Regions from separate parts of the Capra hircus genome. Here region 1 is linked to region 2. Evidence: chromatin contacts called from public Hi-C data. All regions are on one chromosome and are shown on one strand. Each heading gives the region's core, a stretch centred on a gene start, on an enhancer-like site or on the middle of the called end of the contact. The rest is flanking DNA. Distances are from core to core; before and after follow the strand shown.

Region 1 (3,313 bases), core at 311-2,810, 70 kb before region 2:
GTTTGATAAAAGTAAAAGTTTTCAAGTGCTTCCCTGGTTGTCCAGTGGTTAAGACTCTCACTTTTAGTACAAGGGGCACAGTTCGACCCCTGGTTGGGGAACTAAGATCCCACATGCTGCACAGTCAAGAAAATTTTAAAAAATAAAATATGGCTAGATTTTTAAAAATGAAAAATGCCTTCTCCATCACTCCTCCACCCCTTGCCCCCTGGACCACAAACTGGGAGGATTAACCAAAAGAAAAGCATTTTCTCACAGTTCTTGAGGCTGGAAACCCAAGATTAGGGTGTGAGCAGAGCTGCTTCCTTCCGAGGGCTACAAGGGAGAATCTGTGCCCAGCCTCTCCCGCAGCTTCCGGTGGTGTGCTAACAGTTGTTGGCATTCCTTGGTTGTGGAAACACCACTTCAGTCTCTGCCTTCGTCTTCACATTGGTGTTCTCCTGATGCATTTGTGTCCAAATTTCCCTTTTATAAGGATACCAGTTTGTTAGACTAGAGCTCCCTCTAATGACTGCGTCTTAATTAATTACCTCTACAAGGACTCTATTTCCAAATTATGTCCTGTTTTGATGTAATGGACTTCAATATATGAATTTGGGGGGAAGGGACACAATTCAGTCCATAACATCCTCTAATCGAATCCTCCTTTGTCTCTTAGAGCTCTGCTCCACCACACTGACCTCTCGGCTTGGCTCCTGTCTGGGGGCATTGCCTGTGCTGTTCAGGCTTCTAGGAATGGTCTTGTGTAGATGGTCCCCCAGGTAACCCCTCATCTCCTTAGTGTTTGTTCGGTTGCTGCCTTTTCACTGGGTCCCACCCTATCCACCTATTTACAGTTGTATCTCCCCTAGCATTGCTGGGTATCTCTTTCCCCACTTTTTTTTGAGATGACATATTTATTTATTCATTTATTGCAATGTTTATTATTGTTGGACTTTTTTCCCCAAAAGATAATCACAAGCCTGGGGCTACATGGTGAGTGCCAGGCTAACAATATGAAAATGTTCCCTGCTTTACTTTACACATTTTTCTCTCCCCACAGCACTTATCACTTCCTAACATAATACTATACAATCCACTTGTTTACTATAGACACTATTACTTATCGTCTCTCTCTCCTCTCTAGAACATAAGCCTCACAGGGGCAGTGATTGTTATCTATTTTGATCACTGTATCCCAAGTGCCTAGGAGACAGCTTGGCCATTAGGGTGCCATAAAAAGTTGTTGACCAAAGAAAAGGAAAGAAATATGGATTATATTTCTAGAGACTGGGAGACCCACAGTGGGGTTGTCTTCTGTTTAACTCGCCTCTAGCCTCTGGGAAATTACACTGGAGGGAAAGGTGACCGCACCATGGGACCAGAAATCATGAGACCCCTAGCAATGCTAACAGCACCTGAGCTCTTGCAGGAGAGGAAAAAACAATCTACTCCTGGTGGCCAGGATCTCTGTAGTTGCGAGGTCAATCCACCAGAGGGAAGCATTACCTTCAAATCAAACCAAATACAGGGAGAGGGAGGGCAGGCGAGGTGGAGAGGGGCGGGGCAGGCGGTAAAAATACCCGCTGGAAGCCGGGTTAGGCAATCAACGTCTAGAACGGAACACCATCCTTTAAGGAGTGCAAGCTTTTTCACATATATTCATTGTCCCCTTAACGTCCTCCCAGATGAGAGTTTTGGGGCTTCCCAAGTGGCTGTAGTGGTTAACAGCCCCGTTTGCCAATGCGAGAGACAGAAGAGATGCGGGTTCGATCCCTGAATCAAGAAGATTCCCTGGAGGAGGGCATGGCAATCCTACTCCCGTAATCTTGCCTGGAGAATCCCCATGGACAGAGGAACTTGGCGGGTCACAAAGAGTCGGACATGACTGAAGTGACAGCATGCATGCAGATGCTGCTGCTGCTGCTGCTAAGTCGATTCAGTCGTGTCCGACTCTGTGCGATCCCACAGAGGGCACCGCACCAGGCTCCACAGTCCCTGCAATTCTCCAGGCAAGAACACTGGAGTGGGTTGCCATTTCCTTCTCCAATGCATGAAAGTGAAAAGTGAAAGTGAAGTCGCTCAGTCGAGTCCGACTCTTTAGGACACCATGGACTGCAGCCCACCAGGCTCCTCCATCCATGGGATTCTCCAGGCAACAGTGATGGAGTGGGGTGCCATTGCATGCAGATGAGAGTTTAGCAGCTCCCAGAGGGGCAGCGCTGCTTGGGATGAGCAGGTGAAGTTTATCACCCATTTGGTCGTATCTCACTCAACTTCTCACAGGCTTCATGAATAGTCCTGTCCCCGGGGCCACCCCTCTTCTTCCGCAGACCCTTCCTCCACACCAGCAGTTCTCGGCCTCTCTGTGTGAACTCACACTTTTAAACACAACACGTTGGGATGCACTTGGCAAGACAATTAAAAGGTATATTTCAGAGAACTGGAAATCTTTCCCAGATTCCTTACAGCTCACTTTTTTGTCCTCCAAATTTATGTTAGCTCAGGCTTACATCACAAAATACTGTGGACTCAGTGGTTTAAACGACAGATTATTTATTTCTCACAGTTTTGGAGACTGGAAGTCTGAGATCAGGGGGCTGGTTGCATGGGTTCTCTGTGAGAGCTGTCTTTCTGGCTTGCAGACCACTGCCTTCTGTGCGGAGAGGTAAAGAGCTCTGGCTTCTTCCTCTCCTTCAGTTCAGTTCAGTCGCTCAGTCGTGGCCGACCCTTTGCGACCCCATGGACTGCAGCACACCAGGCTTCCCTGTCCTTATGAGGACGCTAGTCCCACCATGCGGAGGCCTCGTGTAAAACCTAACTCCCTCCCACCCCTCAAATACCATCACATTGGAAGTCAGGGCTTCAGCCAGTGAATTTTTTTTTAAATAAATTTATTTTTTTTACGTTTGGCTGTGCTGGGTCTTTGTTGCTGCACGGACTTTCTCCAGCTGCGGTGAGCAGGGGCTACTCTTTGTTGAGGTGCTCAAGCTTGTTTATTGTGGTGGCCCTCAGGCTTCAGTAGTTGAGGTTCATAGGCCCTAGAGCGCAGGCTCAATAGTTGTGGCACTCGGACTGGGGATGGAACCCACGTCTCCTGCATTGGGAGGCGGATTCTTTACCACTGAGCCACCAAGGAAGCCTCAGCCCACGAATTTTGATGGTCCTGACAGATTCTGGGTCTGGGGAGGACCTCCTGGTTTCTTAGGAACCTCCTTTTGTTATTTTTTTCTACTTCTACTAAAATGTAATCATAGGAAGTGATCCCCATTACAGGGATTTGGGGATTTTCTTCCAAGAAAAAAAGAATTTTGCAGGGATACAGACATTATTC
Region 2 (3,356 bases), core at 544-3,043:
ACAAAAGACTAGGCTATTCCTTGGGGCTCTTGGGATAAGCATAGAGCTGGCAAAACAGAGGTCAATAAATGGCTGTTGGATGTACAACCACTGCAGGCCAGCCCCCTAAGACCTCCAAAGAGGCAGGACTTCACCGAGCCCCCTCACCTGCACACTCAAAGAGCAGTTCCCCATCACTGAGCCTCCACACAAAGGCTTTGTCGTCTTCACCTCCTGTCACTGCCAAGGTGTTGGTCTTGGGGTCCAGGCTCACACAGAACACTGATGCTGTCCCAAGAGATATTCCAAGAGTAAGGAAGTGGGGATCCCACCTAGGTCCCGTCCTTCAGGACCTTTGGGGAGCCCACCCCGTTCCACCTAAAGCAACATGTCTTTCTTCCTAGAAAAGAAGAGTGCATCCAAGCTCTTCTAAGTTTCAAGCATTCAGTTGTTGTTGAAGTCCCTCCCCAAACTTGCCAAATTCTAAGTCCCTCCCCAGGACACATCACCCTCCTGCGCTCTTCCCTTCACCCCTCACTTCTGTGGTGGACAAGAGAAGGGGATGTGTGTAGGGCTTACAATTCTCAGAGTGGGATGCCACCAGGTTGGGGGCTGAGTGAGGAAAGCCTGTGTTACTGGTTCCTTATCAAGAGTTAATATTTAAGAGATTTACCCAAAAGATGATCCAAAAGGTACTATTATCCCTAATTCAGAGTAAAGGAACTTTTATCAATGACAACTTTTTAAAAGGAAACTAAAGCCCAGAGACGTCAATAAAGGTCATAAACAACCAAATAGCAGAGACAGGATTTGAACCCAAGTGTGTCTCAACCGACTCCAGGAGCCAACAGCTCCTCCACCACAAAGGCAACATTTTCCCACCGCTACACAGCGGATGATGTTCAAATGTCCACCTGGACTGAACTTAGGACAGCTCTCCCCAGGGACCTACCAGAATGCAATGCAAAAGTGACCTCGCTGTCGTCGGGGCCCTCCATGCTGCCGACCACCCCTTCCTGGGGTTCCAGGACCCAGCCGTCCTCATTGCCCTCTTCTTCTTCCTCTTCCTCGAAGTCCACATCTTCCATCTCCTGGACCAGATCGTCTGCTTTGGGGAGAGGGTTAACAGACGGTGTGCGGCAGGCGGGAAGAGGGATGGCAAGTGTGGGGAGGCCCGAGGCTGGGGTGGTCATGTGGCGAGAGGGCAAGGTGAGGTCAGACAGAAGGGGTGAAGCGGGGCGGGGGTGAGAGGCGGCAGGGAGGAGGGGGCGTGCGGAACGGAGGACCGGAGAGCTCTGAGGATCTGGGGTTGGCCAGAGACCGTGTGGGAAGGGAGGACCGAAGGAATGATGGGAAGGGGGTGTGTGAGGGGAAGGGCCAGGGGAGGCGTCAGGGGAACCCCCACCCGGGCCAGGCCTGAGAACTAAGTGTGGGGCTGGGGGAGAGGGGAAGGGCGAAGGAGGTAAGTAGGAATGACAGGTGGGGTGGGGTGGGGGGCAGAGGGGGGAAAAGCCGGGGTCAAAGGCCAGGGGTAAGAGCCTCTTGTCCCATGGCCTGAGGATCCGCAGCTCTTACCCGGGTCCGGAGGACCAGGGTCCAGTTCTACCACCTCGATAATCTCTTCGTCACCATGGAAGCTTAGAGTCTCCAACGGGGGGGTGTCAGCAGCGGCCCCGCTCTCCGATTCGGACTCCATGCGGCGCAAGCGGCGGACCCACTTCTCTGGGCCCAAACGCCTCCCAGAGTCAGCTCTGCGCGACGACGCGGAACTCGGGCCCCTCCTCCCGGGAGGAAGTAGGCGTAGGCGACTCCCCGGCAGGGAGAGCGACGGCCTCTTGACCAATAGCGAAAGGGGTGGACAGGCTGAGTCACCAATCACAGGGCAGAAGCGGGAGACGAGGCCGAGGCGCGGCGAGGAGAACCCAAACTCGGCCCGACCTGACTCCGCCCCCAACAGGAGGGAAACAAGCGAGTGTGCGCGCTTCCGGGCTCTCCTGGGAAGAGTAGTTCTCTTGGGTCCGCTGCTTGGGCTTCTGGGAGTTGTAGTTTCTGATCTGTAGGCCGGACGGATACAGCGGGGGAGGCCCCTTACGCAAACTACAATTCCCAGCGGGGACTGCGGTGAAGGGGGGGTGGGATCTGAACATGGCGGCGGTGGTAGCTGCTACGGCGCTGAAGGGCCGAGGGGCGAGAAATGCCCGCGTTCTCCGGGGTAAGAAGAGGGACCCTGGGGAGGGCAGGACTGGAGGGGATACCCTTTTTTTTCACATCCCGCTAAGCTGTAGCAGGAGTTCAGGGCTGTCGATTGCTGCCCGCATCCCTCTGCAGGATTTTAAAGAGTCTGAGGGCTAAAAGGTGCTCTTTAAAAGTCAACCAGTCCATCCCTCAGCCTACGACACGTCTGGGGTCTTGCACGGAAAGGGAGCCTCAAGGAAGCCTTTTAGACCCCCGCGCTCCAGGTGTTTCACACTCACCGCAGTGCAGAGGAAAAGGGCCCTGGGCTTCCGGAGGCTTGGGTTCTAGCCCTGGATAATTAGCAGTTTGACCTTGGGCGAAGCAGTTCGTCTCTTGGGGCTTCAGTTTCCTCTTCTATAAAATGAGGGGACGGAGTAGACTACCTTTAAGCTCCCCCTCCAGTGCTAACATTCTGCAGTTTGCAAGCCATTTCTCGGATTTTCTTTCACACGTCTCACGCGAGCCCCACTGCAGTCCCTTCACATCCTGAGGTCTGAGGAGATGAAGAGCAGCGAAGCTCGCTCTCCCGGCACTAGGGTGATGAGCCTGCAGTGACGTGGAAGCGGCTTTCAAAGGTGCCACCTCGATGGCGATTTTCCCATTTCCCTCTGGACTCTGTCAGGCACCTGTTACTCCAAATTGCAGTCACTCCCCTTCCTCAGATCTCAACCAGTCCTCCCTAGGCTTTCTTCTCTTCTCTTAACTGACCTTCCTTGCCTCCATTCGCAGGGATTCTCTCAGGAGCCACTGCTAACAAGGCTTCCCAGAACAGGAGCCGGGCACTGCAAAGCCACAGCTCCCCAGAGTGCAAGGAGGAGCCTGAGCCCCTCTCCCCTGAGCTGGAATACATCCCCAGAAAGAGGGGCAAGAACCCCATGAAAGCTGTGGGACTAGCCTGGTAAGTTTTAACTAACTCTTTGCCCACCAATGGGGAGAGGCACCAGGGGCGGGTGGGACCCAGAAACTTCTCCAAGTTTCAGGTGATGAACTGAATCCAGGGTTGCCAGGACAGAATGGCTGGGTGCGAGGACTGGAATCTCAGAGGACTGGAGTAGGGGAGGGAGGTGACAAAGTCTGTGAAACTGGAGAGAGAGTGGGTTTTCTGTGCACTGAGCTGAGCTAATCTGATTCAGATTTGGGTC

What was found. A called contact is a pair of places that touch in the nucleus more often than the background predicts.
Region 1: a Hi-C map of blood shows a contact between it and region 2, with 4 times the contacts expected there. The contact joins the enhancer-like site here to the promoter of AAMP in region 2. A contact is called at or near these places in 3 of 5 Hi-C or Micro-C datasets (blood and liver).

What each region holds. Positions count from the first base shown.
Region 1 is chr2:29,572,533-29,575,845 of ARS1.2, reverse strand. No RefSeq gene overlaps it. Among named protein-coding and RNA genes, the nearest start is that of CXCR1, 9.6 kb to the left of the region's middle. Within about 2 kb of position 1,560, at least 1 of the 5 cell types and tissues checked has an H3K27ac peak or open chromatin away from gene starts, as enhancers often do.
Region 2 is chr2:29,502,292-29,505,647 of ARS1.2, reverse strand. It overlaps AAMP (angio-associated migratory cell protein), which reads right to left and starts at 1,793. Exons shown (of 11, transcript XM_018059525.1): 1 at 1,555-1,793; 2 at 932-1,087; 3 at 148-267. The coding sequence starts at 1,675. PNKD (probable hydrolase PNKD) reads left to right here and starts at 2,072. Exons shown (of 10, transcript XM_005676534.3): 1 at 2,072-2,191; 2 at 2,944-3,112. The coding sequence starts at 2,125.